Regions from separate parts of the Sus scrofa genome. Here region 1 is linked to region 2. Evidence: chromatin contacts called from public HiChIP or PLAC-seq data. All regions are on one chromosome and are shown on one strand. The core of a region is the stretch at or near the end of the contact, and the rest is flanking DNA. Distances in the headings are between cores, read along the strand shown. Region 1 overlaps CCDC88C (protein Daple). Region 2 overlaps NRDE2 (protein NRDE2 homolog).

Region 1 (6,128 bases), core at 1,329-3,828, 870 kb before region 2:
GCCAACGGGAAACTGGGAATTATACCAACCTTCTCAAAAATTAAAAGTGGCTTTGTGTTGTTTTAAGTTTTTGCAAGACAAAAACCCTAAAGGGGTAGGAAGATAATTAAAAAAAGAAAAACTCAGAAAGTTTACATTGGCTTCAGTTTCCTTCCGAAGTGCTACGTGTAGGAGCTGGCATCATCTCCTCCCCTATCTGTTGTCTAAAAAGATTTAGGATACAAACGCAGAGATTTCCAACTTAGATGCGTAAAGACCCTCTCTGCAATGAAATGGTTTGACACAAGGGAGCCCTTTTGGCTTGATGTTGAATGATAGACATCACAGCAGGAGGGATCTCCTGCCTGCAGCCTTTGCTAAACCTGAGCAGCCGGCTTTCTGCTTGTCAGCTGACCAAAAGGGTTTTCTTCTTAAGTATTTTGATGCCTTGAGCTTCTCTTAGCTAGGAAAAAGAAGGGAAAGATTTTTTTCTTTTCATCCTTTTAGGGCCGCGTCCATGGCATCTGGGGGTTCTCAGGCTAGAGGTCCAGTCAGACCCACAGCTGGTGGCCTGCAACAGCCACAGCAACGTGGGATCCAAGCCTCATCTGCAACCTACACACTACAGCTCACAGGGACACGGGATCCTTAACCCATTGAGCGAGGCCAAGGATCGAACCCGCATCCTCAAGGACACTAGTCAGGTTCATAACCCACTGAGCCACAGTGGGAACTCCAGGAAAGGAGTTTTTGATGCATTACTTAGATAAAAGTGCCTTGGGGCCCTTTGATTTATATATCATGATTTTCTTTTAGTGAAATTTATTTCCTTTTTAAAGAGAGATGTGCATTTTTTAAAATTTTCAACTATTCCTTTCTCAGAAGACTTATTCTGCTTTTTTACCATACACGAAAACCATGTGCTTTTTGGCTCGTCCCCAACCCCGTTAGCTAACAAGCGTTTTCCAGATGCCTGCTATTTGCAGAGAACACGCCCAGCACTTGGGAACCGAGTGCCCTAAAGACCCAGTCAAACAAGAGCAAGCTTGCTTTGGGGGCGGGGGGTGGTCGGCAGTGCGTCCCCTGTTCCCAGTGCAGTCAGCCCAACACCAGCTGTGTGCTAGGAGGATGCAGAGATGACAGGGACACAGTCCCTGTCCCCCAGGGGCTGCTGGTCCGGCAGGACAAACACTGATATGGGGCTGGTGAGGCCCATGCTGCTGGGCTGGCGGAGGAGACAGGGAGAGGTGGGCCTGGAAGGCACCACCTGCCCTTCGCATGGGGCGGGGGTCACCCTTCCTGTGCCTGATGCTCACCCTCTGAGCTGCTGCAGACACGCTCCCTGGGTGCACACGGCAGCCAGGAGGGCTAGTTCCCTCCAGTGCTTCTTCGCCTAAAGGTCAGTTTTTCCCTTTGAGGCAGATGTGAGTTTAAGACGCATGAGTGGGAGGACAGCAAACAGCCAGGGAAAGCCAGCGTGCCCTCTCCTCCTGAGGGTCCAGCTCCCACTCCCAGGACCAGGGAACCCAAGCCTCCCTGCACCCAGGCACTTGCTCCCTGCACACACGTGCACATACTGCCGCTTCCTGGCTCCGCCCTGACCAAGCCACACTGTTTTCATGAATGTTCCAGAAGCTCTGTGCAGTGACGGGTTGGACACCTCTACCCTTGGCTTAGCCAGAGCAGCCCCTTTCTTTTTTGGTCAACCTTTTGAGTTCTGCATGAGATTTCCATCATGAACAAACTTGTTTTAAGCTACAGCCTTAGATCTAATTTTAAAAAAATACTGCAGGCCGCCCTTCCTGGCGGCACCTGGCTTAACTTCAGCACAGTTGTTTTGTTCCATGATTTTTCTCAGTCATTGCCCTTTAGGTTAAATGTTGATGTTTCTTTTCAGTGTCCAGGCCAGGGAGCTTGGAGAGCAGTAGAAATGCATCCAGCGACAGCTCACCTCTTAACCTGAAAGGTAAGCTGACCTTTCCTTCCGGGCACTTTTCAGTGTAAGTGGATCTTTGGCTCTGAGCTTATATTTGTAATTTTAGAAAGACAATTACTGGAGTTCCCTGGTGGCTCAGAGGGTCAAGGGTTAAGTGTTTTCACTGCTGTGTCTCTGGTTACAGCTGTGGCCTGGGTTCCATCCCTGGCCCGGCAGTTTCCCCATACTGCAGCCGTGGCCAAAAAAAAAAAAAAACCCAAAATACAGTTATCAGGATCGTGCACGCATTCTTCATTGGTGTTCCTAGGCCACATCACACAGTTTCAATGAGTACAGGCCGAGAGTTCACATGGATTGGGATTCAAATCCCTTCACCCCCACGGCAGGCCCTGGGCACCCGGGCGAGTCACCCATCCTCTGAATCCAAGTTACTTCATCCTTAGAATGGGGACTGAAAAGTAGTTTCGTTCCCCTGTGGTCAGGAACAGAGCGGATAGATGGCTTTGCTTCTTTTATGTTCTCTTAAATTCATTTTATGGTACAGAATACAGTCTGTCTTAATGAATAAATCTGGAAAGAACTTTGCCGTCCCGAGGCCATAAAACTTGTGTACTTCTTAGCGTCCACATGACCAGCCTCTAAAGGCCACCTGGCTTGTAGCAGGTGCTGAACCAGCAACCCCCGCGCGTGTGAATGGACAGGCTCATGAGCGCGGTGCCTTACAGCTGTTACTGATTTAAACTTAAGCAAAGCTTTCCGCCCTTATCTCAAGTTATTTTGTTCTGAATGCTAAGCACTGGAGGGTGGGTCCTGAACCTCCAAAATCCCAGCCTGGGAGAAGAGCGTCCTGGGTGCTCGGGTGGGGTCCTTTGTGTGTTAAGTGAGCCCACCAGAGGTGGGAGGCGGGGAGAGAAGGCTTAACATGTGTTTCTCTGTGTCGCCCGTCCTGACCCCAGGTTCCTCCGACCAGCTCCACCGCAGGTCCGAGAGCTTCAGCAGTGAAGACCTGATCCCCAGCAGGGACACGGTCCCTGCCAGCACCCCGGGGCGCCCCGCCCTTGGCCGCCATGAGTACCCCCCACCCCGGAACGGGCCTCTCCCCCAGGAGGGTGTCCAGAAGAGGGGTGCTGCCCTGCCCCACGGCGGGGTGCGGCCCTGCTCCGCCTCCCCAAGTAGCGAGATGGTCACCCTGGAGGAGTTCCTGGAGGAGAGCAACCGGGGCTCCCCATCCCCCGTGAGTGGCCCGTAGCAGCAAAGTCACTGGAAGGGATGGGGCAGGGGTGGCGCAGCCTCGGGGCTGGGCTGCTTGGACGGGGAGGGATACCCGGTGGCTGGCACATCCCCAGGCCTCCCAGGCATTTTCTCCACCTGTGAAGCCAGCGGGCAGAACTTGGTGCCAGTGCGGAGGGCGGGGATGGGGTGCACCCGCTGCTGGCCAGGAGCCACTTGCAGGGTTAGGATCTCACGCTGGGTTTTGTATCAGAGCTCTGAGTACCCACTGCCCCTGAGCTGTCACCAGCAGAAGGCAGCGAGTTTTTTCTATAAAGGGCCAGCTAATAAATATTTTAGGCTTCCGAGGCCAGGCGGTTTCTCTTGCAACTCCTCAGCTCTGCCACTTCAGCGGGAAAGCAGCCACAGACTGAGAACCGCTGAGAGCCGCCCCCCAGCCCCTCCTATTTGCTCAAGGCGCCCAGCCTCACTATCCCCACATCCCCGACACCCCCACCCTCTCCCGAGCAGGCCTCCCCTCCCTGAGTGCTGTGCTAAGGGGCGGTGGGGAGGGGGACAGTGAGGTGGGCTCCCTGAGTGCCCTCCTGCAAGTAGGTGTCAAAGAAGTTCGAAGTGTGCAGAAAAGAGCCAGGGTGCAGAAAACAGCTCCCCCCCCCCGTGTCAGCCCTAGGTTCTAGGTGTCTGACCTCCATGACTTCAGTTTTCTTACCGATTAAAGGTTATTTTAATACACCCTTAAATAACTTTTCGAGGTTGCTTTCAGAATTAAATGAGTTTTCTGCCACCACGCCCCTGGTTCCTAGCACAGTGGCATGAGGGGAGCTCTCAGTAAATGGTTCCTGTCCATCTCGATATTGATGGCACAGGACCTTACTGTCCACACACTCGAGAGTGTGGCTTCAAGCTAGTGTGAAACAGCAGGTTGCACCTCTGTCAAGTTGAGCATCCAGATGTTTTCTGGGACTAGGAGTTGTTGGCAGGTGGTTCCTGAGCTGCTGACTCATCCTGCAGCCTGACAGGTCGAGGCAGGCTGGGGTCTGATTACAGCAGCTCTCAGCCCCTGACTTTCATCTCCAGCGTGAACTTGCTTCGCTTCCCCTTGTTGCCTCATCAGCCTCTGGAGAAACCTCCGATTGACTCCAGGCTGGGAGGTGCTGGCAGGAGGCTGGAGTTACCAGAGCAGGTTCCTAGAGCTTGGTCCCCAGGGGGTCAGCGGTGGACACCAGTTTCCCGGGGTTTGGGGTGGCAGCCGGGTGGTGGGAGGCAGCCGCTGGAGCGGGTACAGTCTAGAGGGCTGAGCCGCCTTCCTGTTCTCCTGGACGGTCGGCCTCTCTGGTTCCCACCGCCCCCGCCTGCCCCTGTGCCTGCCTCTCTGCTTTCTTCCATCAGGAGAAAGGTCTGAGGGCCAGTGAGGTCCTGAGTGTGGTTGGTTCCTCTTGCTCTCTCTGGCCCGCAGTAAAGCCTTTGCAGTGTGTCTGAGCGAGGAGGGCCGTCCCCAAGGTCCAGTCCTGCCAGTCCGCACGTTGCCACCTGCTCTGCTTGGCGGAAAGATGGGAAACAGAGGGCAGCAGTTGGCCTGACTGCTTTATAACGTGGAAGGGACTTGTGCAGAGTCATTTTCTCTCTAGATCCACTTTCTTGCTTGTCAAATCGGGGGGGGGGGGGCCCTCTCCCTGGTAATCTGTGAACAGCCCCGCTCCCCTCCTCCCCATCCTGACCGGGGCATTGTGTGCAGCAGGGATGTTAGGCCTTCAAGTGGCCGGGCGGGGAGCTTCGGTCCTGGCCCTGCAGGCTGCACAGAGTCACCCTGGGTGGAAGGGGGCTCTCCAGACCCCTGGCTCCCACTCAGGCCTTCCTCTCTCCTCTCTAGGATGCTCCCAGTTGCCGGGATGACCTGCTGAGCGACTACTTCAGAAAGGCCGGTGAGCTCTCGGGCATCGGCGGCCAGCCAGGCCCACCTGCCAGGAAAGAAGGGGCCAGAATGCCCACCAGCCTTGTGGCCCCCACCGTTAAGGTGGCCGTCGCCACCTCTGAGGGGAAGCTGCTGAAGCCCGGGCAGTACGTGAAGCCAAACTTCAGACCTGCTGAGGCCGAGGCCCCGCCCAGTGCCCCCCAGAGGCCAGTGCAGCCCCCCCAGAGCCTGTCCCTGGGCAGGCCCCGGCAGGCCACCATGCCCCCCGCTGCCCACGCCCCTGCCAGCCGGAGCGCATCCCTGAGCCGGGCCTTCAGCCTGGCCTCCGCCGACCTCCTCCGGGCCAGCGGGCCGGAGGCCTGCAAACAGGAGCCAGGGGGCCCCGACTCCTCGGGGGGCAGAGAGACAGGTGGCCACGGCTTGCAGAGCCCCGGCTCCCACAGCCTGGCCCGGGAGCGGACCCCACTTGTGGGAAAGGCTGGTGGCTCCTGCCAGGGCCCCAGCCCCCGGAGCCGGCCACTGGACGTGAGGCGCTTCTCCCTGGCCCCCCCGAAGGAAGAGAGGCTGGCTCCCCTGCAGCAGTCGGCCACGGCCCCAGCCCTTGCGGCTGGAAGCGGCAGCAGCAGCTCCCAGCTCCAGCACTTCCCACCTGCTGCGGCCCTGGCCGCCAGGACTAAGCCCCCAGCACCTTCCCACCTGGGGGAGGCAGCCGCCATCGTCCCTGTCCGGACGGGGCTCAGCCCCTCGGAGGGGGACGGGGCCCCGGGGCAGGGCCCCAGCGAGGGCCTCCCCGCCAAGGGCTCAAGCAGGCCTCCCGACCTGGCCCCCCACGGCAGCCGGGCCCCCGAGGACTACAGTCGTGGGAGCAGCACCAAGAGCACGCCAGCGTCCCCTGAGCCCGGGGACCAGAATACGGTGTGGTACGAGTACGGCTGTGTGTGACTTGGTCCCGGACCCGAGGCTCCTGAACCGAAAAACTACTGACGCACCTTCCCCCCTGCGCCTGTGGTGCCAGGAAAGGGTTTTAGGAGGAAAGGGTTCCCGTGCATTTCTTCTGTGTTGTTATTACTT
Region 2 (6,782 bases), core at 416-2,915:
TCCTGCCGCTGTTTGTAGGTGGGATGGCCAGGTGCTGGTGTTCTTCAGGGCGCTGGGCCACAGCCGTCCTTCTTCAGGGTCCCAATAGGCCCTGGGGTTGTAGCTGTCCCTTATGAGGGGCCCCGGGAAGAGGAGAGCAAAGCCCAGCTCGTCAGTGGTCAGTGGCGGGGGAGCTGTTTGTTGCATTGATTCTTTATCACCAGATGTCCGTGATTATGTGAGCAGTTAGTGTCAAGAACAGAGCTTAAGCTTAAGCAGGGTTAGAGGATTTAGGGGCTTATTAAAATAGATAAAATAAGCTACTTACCCTGCTCTTTATAGCTATTATCTGCAAAATTCCTCTAGGGTTGACTCTTCTGCCCTCTGCTGGCCACCAGGTAGTATTGAATTTTAACACCCAAAGTTCTGACCCTTTAACTGCAGGTTGCACACACCAGGCTGTATTACTTAAATAGTGTCTGGTAGGAGTTCCCATCGTGGCTCAGTGGTTAACAAACCCGACTAGCATCCATGAGGACGCAGCTTCGATTCCTGGCCTTGCTCAGTGGGTTAAGGATCTGGCATTGCCATGAGCTGTGGTATATGTTGCAGATGCAGCTCAGATCTAGCATTGCTGTGGCTGCGGTGTAGGCCTGTGGCTATTGCTCCGATTCAGCCCCTAGCATGGGAACCTCCATATGCTGTGGGTGCAGCCCTAGAAAGATAAAAAAGACAAAAAAAAAAAAAAAAAAAGTAAAATCTCGTGGTCACCTTCGTTTGGAGACGAGCATTTGAAGTATGTAAGCCTTGTTTATAGAGGTTTTGGTTGGAAAGCTGGATATGTTCATTTGGGGGCACCTATGGCTTTGGTAAAATCCTGATTTGTTTCCCGGTTCAGAGAGTCTAAGCGTTTACCGAAACACATGACGAAGGAAGGCAGCCTAGACGCTGTAGGACAAAGGGATTGCTTTAACCCCACAGAGCACTTGGAGTCATTCTTGTCTTCTTACCTTTAGGTCATTTGGTGTCTGCACACTAAAAACAAGAAGAGATTAAAGTCACAAGGAAAGAACTGCAAAAAACTAGCCAAGAATCTCCTTAAGGAGCCAGACAACCGCAACAATTTTTGCCTCTGGAAGCAATATGCGCACCTGGAGTGGCTGCTCGGCAACACAGAAGATGCCAGAAAAGTTTTTGATACAGCACTCAGCATAGCAGGGAGCAGAGAACTGAAGGACCACGAGCTCTGTGAGCTGAGTCTCCTCTATGCTGAGCTGGAGGTGGAGCTGCTGCCTGACATGAGAGGGGCCGCTACAGCCCGAGCTGTCCACATACTGACCAGACTGACCGAGAACGGGCCCTACGGGCCTTACACGGGGCAGGTCTTGGCTGTTCACATTTTGAAAGCTCGGAAGGCTTATGAGCACGCGCTGCAGGACTGTTTGGGGGAGGGCTCTCTCTCCGATCCAGCTCCCCCTGATTCCTCCAACCGCCTGGTTAGCTTGGTTAAATGCTTTATGCTTTTCCAGTATTTGACCACTGGGATTGATGCTGCTGTGCGGATATATGAGCAGGTGTTTGCGAAACTCAAGGGCTCTGTGTCCGCCGAGGGCTGTGGCCTGGAGGGCAGCTCGAGCCCTCGGAGCCTGAGCGGTGTCCTCGAGGCTGCCGCCCTGATGCACACGAGCCTGCTCAGATTCCACATGAAAGTCAGCGTCTACCCTCTGGCTCCTCTGCGAGAGGCTCTCTCGGAGGCTCTAAAGTTGTATCCTGGCAACCAGGTTCTTTGGAGGTCATATGTACAGATTCAGAATAAGTCCCACAGTGCCAGTAAGACCAGAAGATTCTTCAACACAATGACCAGGTCTGCCAAACCCTTGGAGCCATGGTTGTTTGCAATTGAAGCTGAGAGAATGAGGAAAAGCCTGGTGGAAACCGTGCAGAGGTAATGATGGAGCGTTTTGTTCATGTGTCCACAAACCATTAAGCAATGCTTGCCGGTTGCCTGCTGCCTGCCAGGCCTCAGGAATGCAGAAACGAGTGTGGGCCAGGCCCTGGAACACCTGCTGTGGGTGGGCTCAAGGGCGTAGAATAACTCACTGAAAAAGTAATTAGAGACTTGCCAGCAGCAGCAGTTTTCGTTAGAAGCTTTTGTGGCTTTCTTCCTAGACTGCGCCTTTTGGGATCCTGAATGTAGCTTATGGTGCCTGAGTGGGGACTGCCAGGGCTTCAGGTGTCCGAGAAGCTGTAGAAAAGCATAGTGGCCAAGAACGTGGGCTCTGGAGTTGGAATCTGGGGTCAAATCCAGCTCCTCCACATACCAGCTGTGTGATCTGGCCAAGTCTCTCATGTCTGTGGAAGGTTCCTTTTCTGCAAAATGGGAATAATTTAGAGAACCTACCTCAGAGAGTTGCTGGCGGGGGGGGGGGGGGGAAGTGCTGAGCGCAAAGTAACAAAGTACTAGCCTCTGCTGTCATGACTGATGGTAACAGTGGCATGTTTTAAGTGTCATCCTTTGATACAGTAGTTTATCTAAAGGCTAAATGATAGGCTTGGGAACATATTAGCTAAGGTATCGTGATTCCTTCCAGAATCTTTATGGTTATAAATTGACTGTTCAGAATTGCTTCTGGATAGTATTTCAGTTTACTTTTTTTTTTTTTTTAATTTCTTGCATGAGGTTTTATTTAGTCTGCTTTCAGTTGAAAGGTGTTTCCTTCCCATACAGTAAAATTTGCATTCTGCTGATGAGAAGGTCGGTTTTCCTTAGAAAACCGAGAAGCAAGGAGTTTGTGAGCCTTCTAGGCAGACTCAGCGTGGTGGAGGCACCACAGAACCATGGATGCAGGCTTCTTCCGGCCCTGGAAGAGCCACAGCGTACCCGTACCTGCCCCCAGCACCCTCAGATTGGGGGACAGCACCAGTCCAGTTGTCACTGGCGTTTGCTGTACTTGCGGATCTCTTCCTACTGCGGTGTAGGGATGAGAGCTGTCTCGGAGTGATGGTGCCTTTGTCTCGTAGGGTGGACGGGAGAGAGGTCCATGCCACCATTCCCGAGACCGGCCTGACACACCGGATCAGTGCCCTGTTTGAACAAGCATTGCGGAGTGACCACGGCAGCCAGTGCCCCTTATTGTGGAGGATGTATTTGAAGTTTTTGGTAAGTTTTTGTCTCTCTGTCCTCCTTCCTAAGTGCGATGTGTAGGTGGCCAGTAGCCATTGCACTGGGGACTGGGAGGCTTCCCCCTACACCTCGGCCTTGGCTCATCCTGGGGGGTCCTGGTGGAATGACATCAGGACTTGGAAGGGGTCGCATGTTGCCTCTTGCACCGGAGGCTTTGATAGAGTGACAGGAGGGTGCCGGGACCAGGTGGTGCAGCAGGACGTCGAGGGACTTTCTCTGAGTCGACTTTGTTGAGTCAACAGCTTGGAAATAGTCTAAGAGCTTTCATCTGAAAAAGACCTAAACTCGTTGCTGTTCTGCTCATAAGAATTTTCAGGTCTTGGAGTTATTGTTGTGGCTCAGTAGGTTAAGAACCTGACATAGTGTCCGTGAGGATGCAGGTTTGATCCCTGGCCCTGCTCAGTGGGCTAGGATCTGGTGTTGCCATGAGCTGTGGTATCGGCCGCAGATGAGGCTTGGATCCCGAATTGCTGCGGCTGTGGTGTAGGCCTACAGCTGCAGCTCTGATTCAGCCCCTAGCCTGGGAACTTCTGTATGTTGTGGGTGTGGCCCTAAAAAGAAAAAAATTTAGAAAAAATTTTTTTCAGCATTCCTGTTGTGGCCCAGCAGTTAACAAATCTGACTAGCATCCATGAGGACACAGGTTTGATCCCTGGCCTTGCTCAGCGGGTTAAGAATCCAGCGTTGCCATGAGCTGTGGTGTAGGTCACAGACGTGGCTCAGATCCTGCGTGGCTGTGGCTGTGGCATAGGCCAGCAGCTACAGCTCCACTTCAGTGCCTAGCCTGGGAAGCTCTGTATGCCATAGGTGTGGCCCTAAAAAGCAAAATTAAAAAAAAATTTTTTTAATTTTTTTTGAAGGTCTTAGACAAAAAAAAAAAAAAAAAGGGGGGGGGGAGTTCCCGTCGTGGCGCAGTGGTTGACGAATCCGACTAGGAGCCGTGAGGTTGCAGGTTTGATCCCTGCCTTTGCTCAGTGGGTTGATGATCCAGTGTTGCTGTGAGCTGTGGTGTAGGTCGCAGACGCGGCTCAGATCCCACGTTGTTGTGGCTCTGGTGTAGGCCAGTGGCTACAGCTCCAATTAGACCCCTAGCCTGGGAACCTCCCATATGCCGTGGGAGCGGCCCAAGAAAAGGCAAAAAGACAAAAAAAAAAAAAAAAAATTTTTTTTTTTTTTGCAGGTCTTGATTCGGTTTTGTTGTTAAAAGATAGGATTGATCTAGCTCTATCTAGAATGTGGTTTTTAAAATAGATGTTTCCAAAGCAGCTTTGATTTTACTTAAAAATACTACAGCGATTGAATGTGGTAAGGTGCCATTTAGTTTTGTTAATGTGTTGTGCAGGCTGAAAGGTGGGCTTCACAGAGTCTGAATTGGCTTTGCCTTTGATTAAAGGCCTGATATTGGGCTCGGCCTCATTTGCTAATACATCTGCTGCCAAATTGCTTTTTTAGATACATGATCTCTTTTAGGCCACTTGAGTGTTAACTCCAGGCTATTAAATCCTATCCAAGTGACCTCCATTGAATACTGTGGTTTTCAGAAGCCAGGAGTGACCTTTCTTTACCTAATTAGTGTATATATGTCTCTGATTATTTCCATAGGATAAATTCTTAGAAGTTGATGAAAGCATTTGAACATTTCCAGTTGTCATATGACAGAATCAGGTGTAAAGACGTTCAGAGGGAGTGAGTTAGGGTTGGGAGAGGTTTCAGAACTCACCTGGCCTCCCTCTCCTGACCTCTGTAAGGACAGCAGCTCAGAGGCACACTCAGGACAAAAGGGCACAATCTCATGGGCAGAAGTCGGCATCAAGATGAGTTACCACCAGAGTTTCTGTATTTTTAACATTTATTCTTCAGACTCAAAAGCTCAGATTTTATGTTTTGACACCCTTGTATGAAATGGAAACCTTGAGAAGTTTAAAGGCCAGCGTGGTGTCTGTCCGTGGACCAGACACCTGTTGCTTGTTCACCAGAGGAGGCAGCTGGGGCAGCAGGAGAGCTGGGTTCCTGTGGAGCTCTGCTCCTGTCCTTAGGCCCCTTAGCCAGAGGGGTGCATCAGATGTTCCCTAAAAGTTCCAGTGCTGACACTCTGTGCATCTATCTAAGGAAATGAAAGAGCTTTAATTTACAAAGGAGAGCCTGCAGATTTGCCAGTTGATCTTCTCCAGTCTTTTGTAGGTAGAGACAGACACACAGGGTGTGAGGTCCAGACTTGCAGTATTTTTACTGAGTGTCTGCCATGAGCCAAGTTTGGTTGGACTGTAGATAGAAAATTCTTATTCACTCAGAAATTCCTTAAGGGCCCCAGGCTTTTTTTCTGTCTTTTTGGAAAGATGAGCATTGGACCAGGAATTAATTAGAGCAGTGACTTCCCCTAGCAGCTCTCTGGGAGGCATCTGGATGGGCTTCTAACGCTTTGATAAACACAGTGAAAAAATCGAATTAGGGCCAGAATGTGAGGTGCAGGCCGAGAGTGCCAGGAGAGAGCGGGGGCCGTGGGGCCACTGGCAAAGGGTGGGGCTCCGTGGAGGAGGGCACTGGTTTGTTGGGTTGTATGTGGGTGCCTTCTAGGTACACAGGCACATGCATGGTTCATACACGCGAGCTCATTTGCTTGCTTGCTTGCCTTTTCCCCCTGCAAAAAATGATGGAAGGAGTTAAAACTTACTGTTGGCCATGGAGAATATGGGAGAGAAAAGGAATTGGACAAACAGCAGTTGACTTTCAAATACACTGTCCTGCATATGCATGGACACTTTCAGCTATACCTTTTTTGTTGTTGTTTTGACTAAAATTGCAGTTATTTTCAAGATTCTTAGAGTTCTTTAATTTAGTCATCTACCCACACAATAAATAAGGAAATAAATGTAAGTATATAAACCAGTTAGTTGATTTCCTGGGCCTAATAAAAGAAGTTTTCACGAAGAGAAAGGGAACAGTGGCATTTCCGAATTGGTCATCTTTAGATTTGATTTTACCCTCTAGCATAATTTCTTCTTCTACTTATTTTTTTTAATTTTTCTTTTTTTTTTTTTTTTTGGTTCATTGCTGCGCCTGCAGCATGTGGAAGTTCCCAGGCTAGGGGTCAAATCAGAGCTACAGCTGCCGATCTGCGCCACAGCGACTTAGGATCCAAGCCACGTCTGTGACCCACACCACAGCTCACGGCAACACTGGATCCTTAACCCCCTGATCAAGGCCAGGGATCAGACTCATCCTCACGGATCCTGGTCGGTTTGTTAACTGCTGAGCCACGAGGGGAACTCCCATTTCTTCTTCCACTTTGTTGAGAGATGGCAGAAGCTAGAATATATTGAAAGGCCACCATTTACTAGAGCTGGTGAGGGCAGAAGAACCCACTTCACTTACCTTTCTAGTAAATAAATAAGCCTCCAGTCATAGGGTTGCGTAGCAGTTTTGCCATATTACTTAAAAAAACCTGTATAAATTAACAGTTGTTCAGATTTGTTTGTACTCAGGGAAGAAAAAAGAATCAAATTTTGCAAAAGCCCAAGGACCTTCAGCCTTCTCATTTCTTAGAGATGTTACTTCCCCCATATGGAGGCACCTTGTGAAGGGACAGCAGTGCCAAAGACAGCCATGACTCAGCACCACA

The links. HiChIP or PLAC-seq counts read pairs in DNA pulled down with a chosen protein or histone mark.
Region 1: an H3K27ac HiChIP or PLAC-seq map of skeletal muscle shows a contact between it and region 2, with 6 times the contacts expected there. The contact joins two enhancer-like sites. A contact is called at or near these places in 3 of 47 Hi-C or Micro-C datasets (embryonic fibroblasts, epiblast stem cells and heart right ventricle) and 1 of 2 datasets of contacts at active chromatin or transcription factors (skeletal muscle).

Annotation. Positions count from the first base shown.
Region 1 is chr7:112,918,406-112,924,533 of Sscrofa11.1, reverse strand. CCDC88C (protein Daple) reads left to right here. Exons shown (of 31, transcript XM_021100083.1): 29 at 1,877-1,945; 30 at 2,872-3,149; 31 at 5,016-6,128. The coding sequence ends at 5,999. Among named protein-coding and RNA genes, the nearest start is that of GPR68, 17 kb to the right of the region's middle. Within about 2 kb of position 2,578, at least 1 of the 83 cell types and tissues checked has an H3K27ac peak or open chromatin away from gene starts, as enhancers often do. A contact at or near this core is called in skeletal muscle, where this site is marked.
Region 2 is chr7:112,045,469-112,052,250 of Sscrofa11.1, reverse strand. It overlaps NRDE2 (protein NRDE2 homolog), which reads left to right. Exons shown (of 14, transcript XM_021099603.1): 11 at 996-1,924; 12 at 3,001-3,139. Among named protein-coding and RNA genes, the nearest start is that of PSMC1, 21 kb to the right of the region's middle. Within about 2 kb of position 1,665, at least 9 of the 83 cell types and tissues checked have an H3K27ac peak or open chromatin away from gene starts, as enhancers often do. A contact at or near this core is called in skeletal muscle, where this site is marked.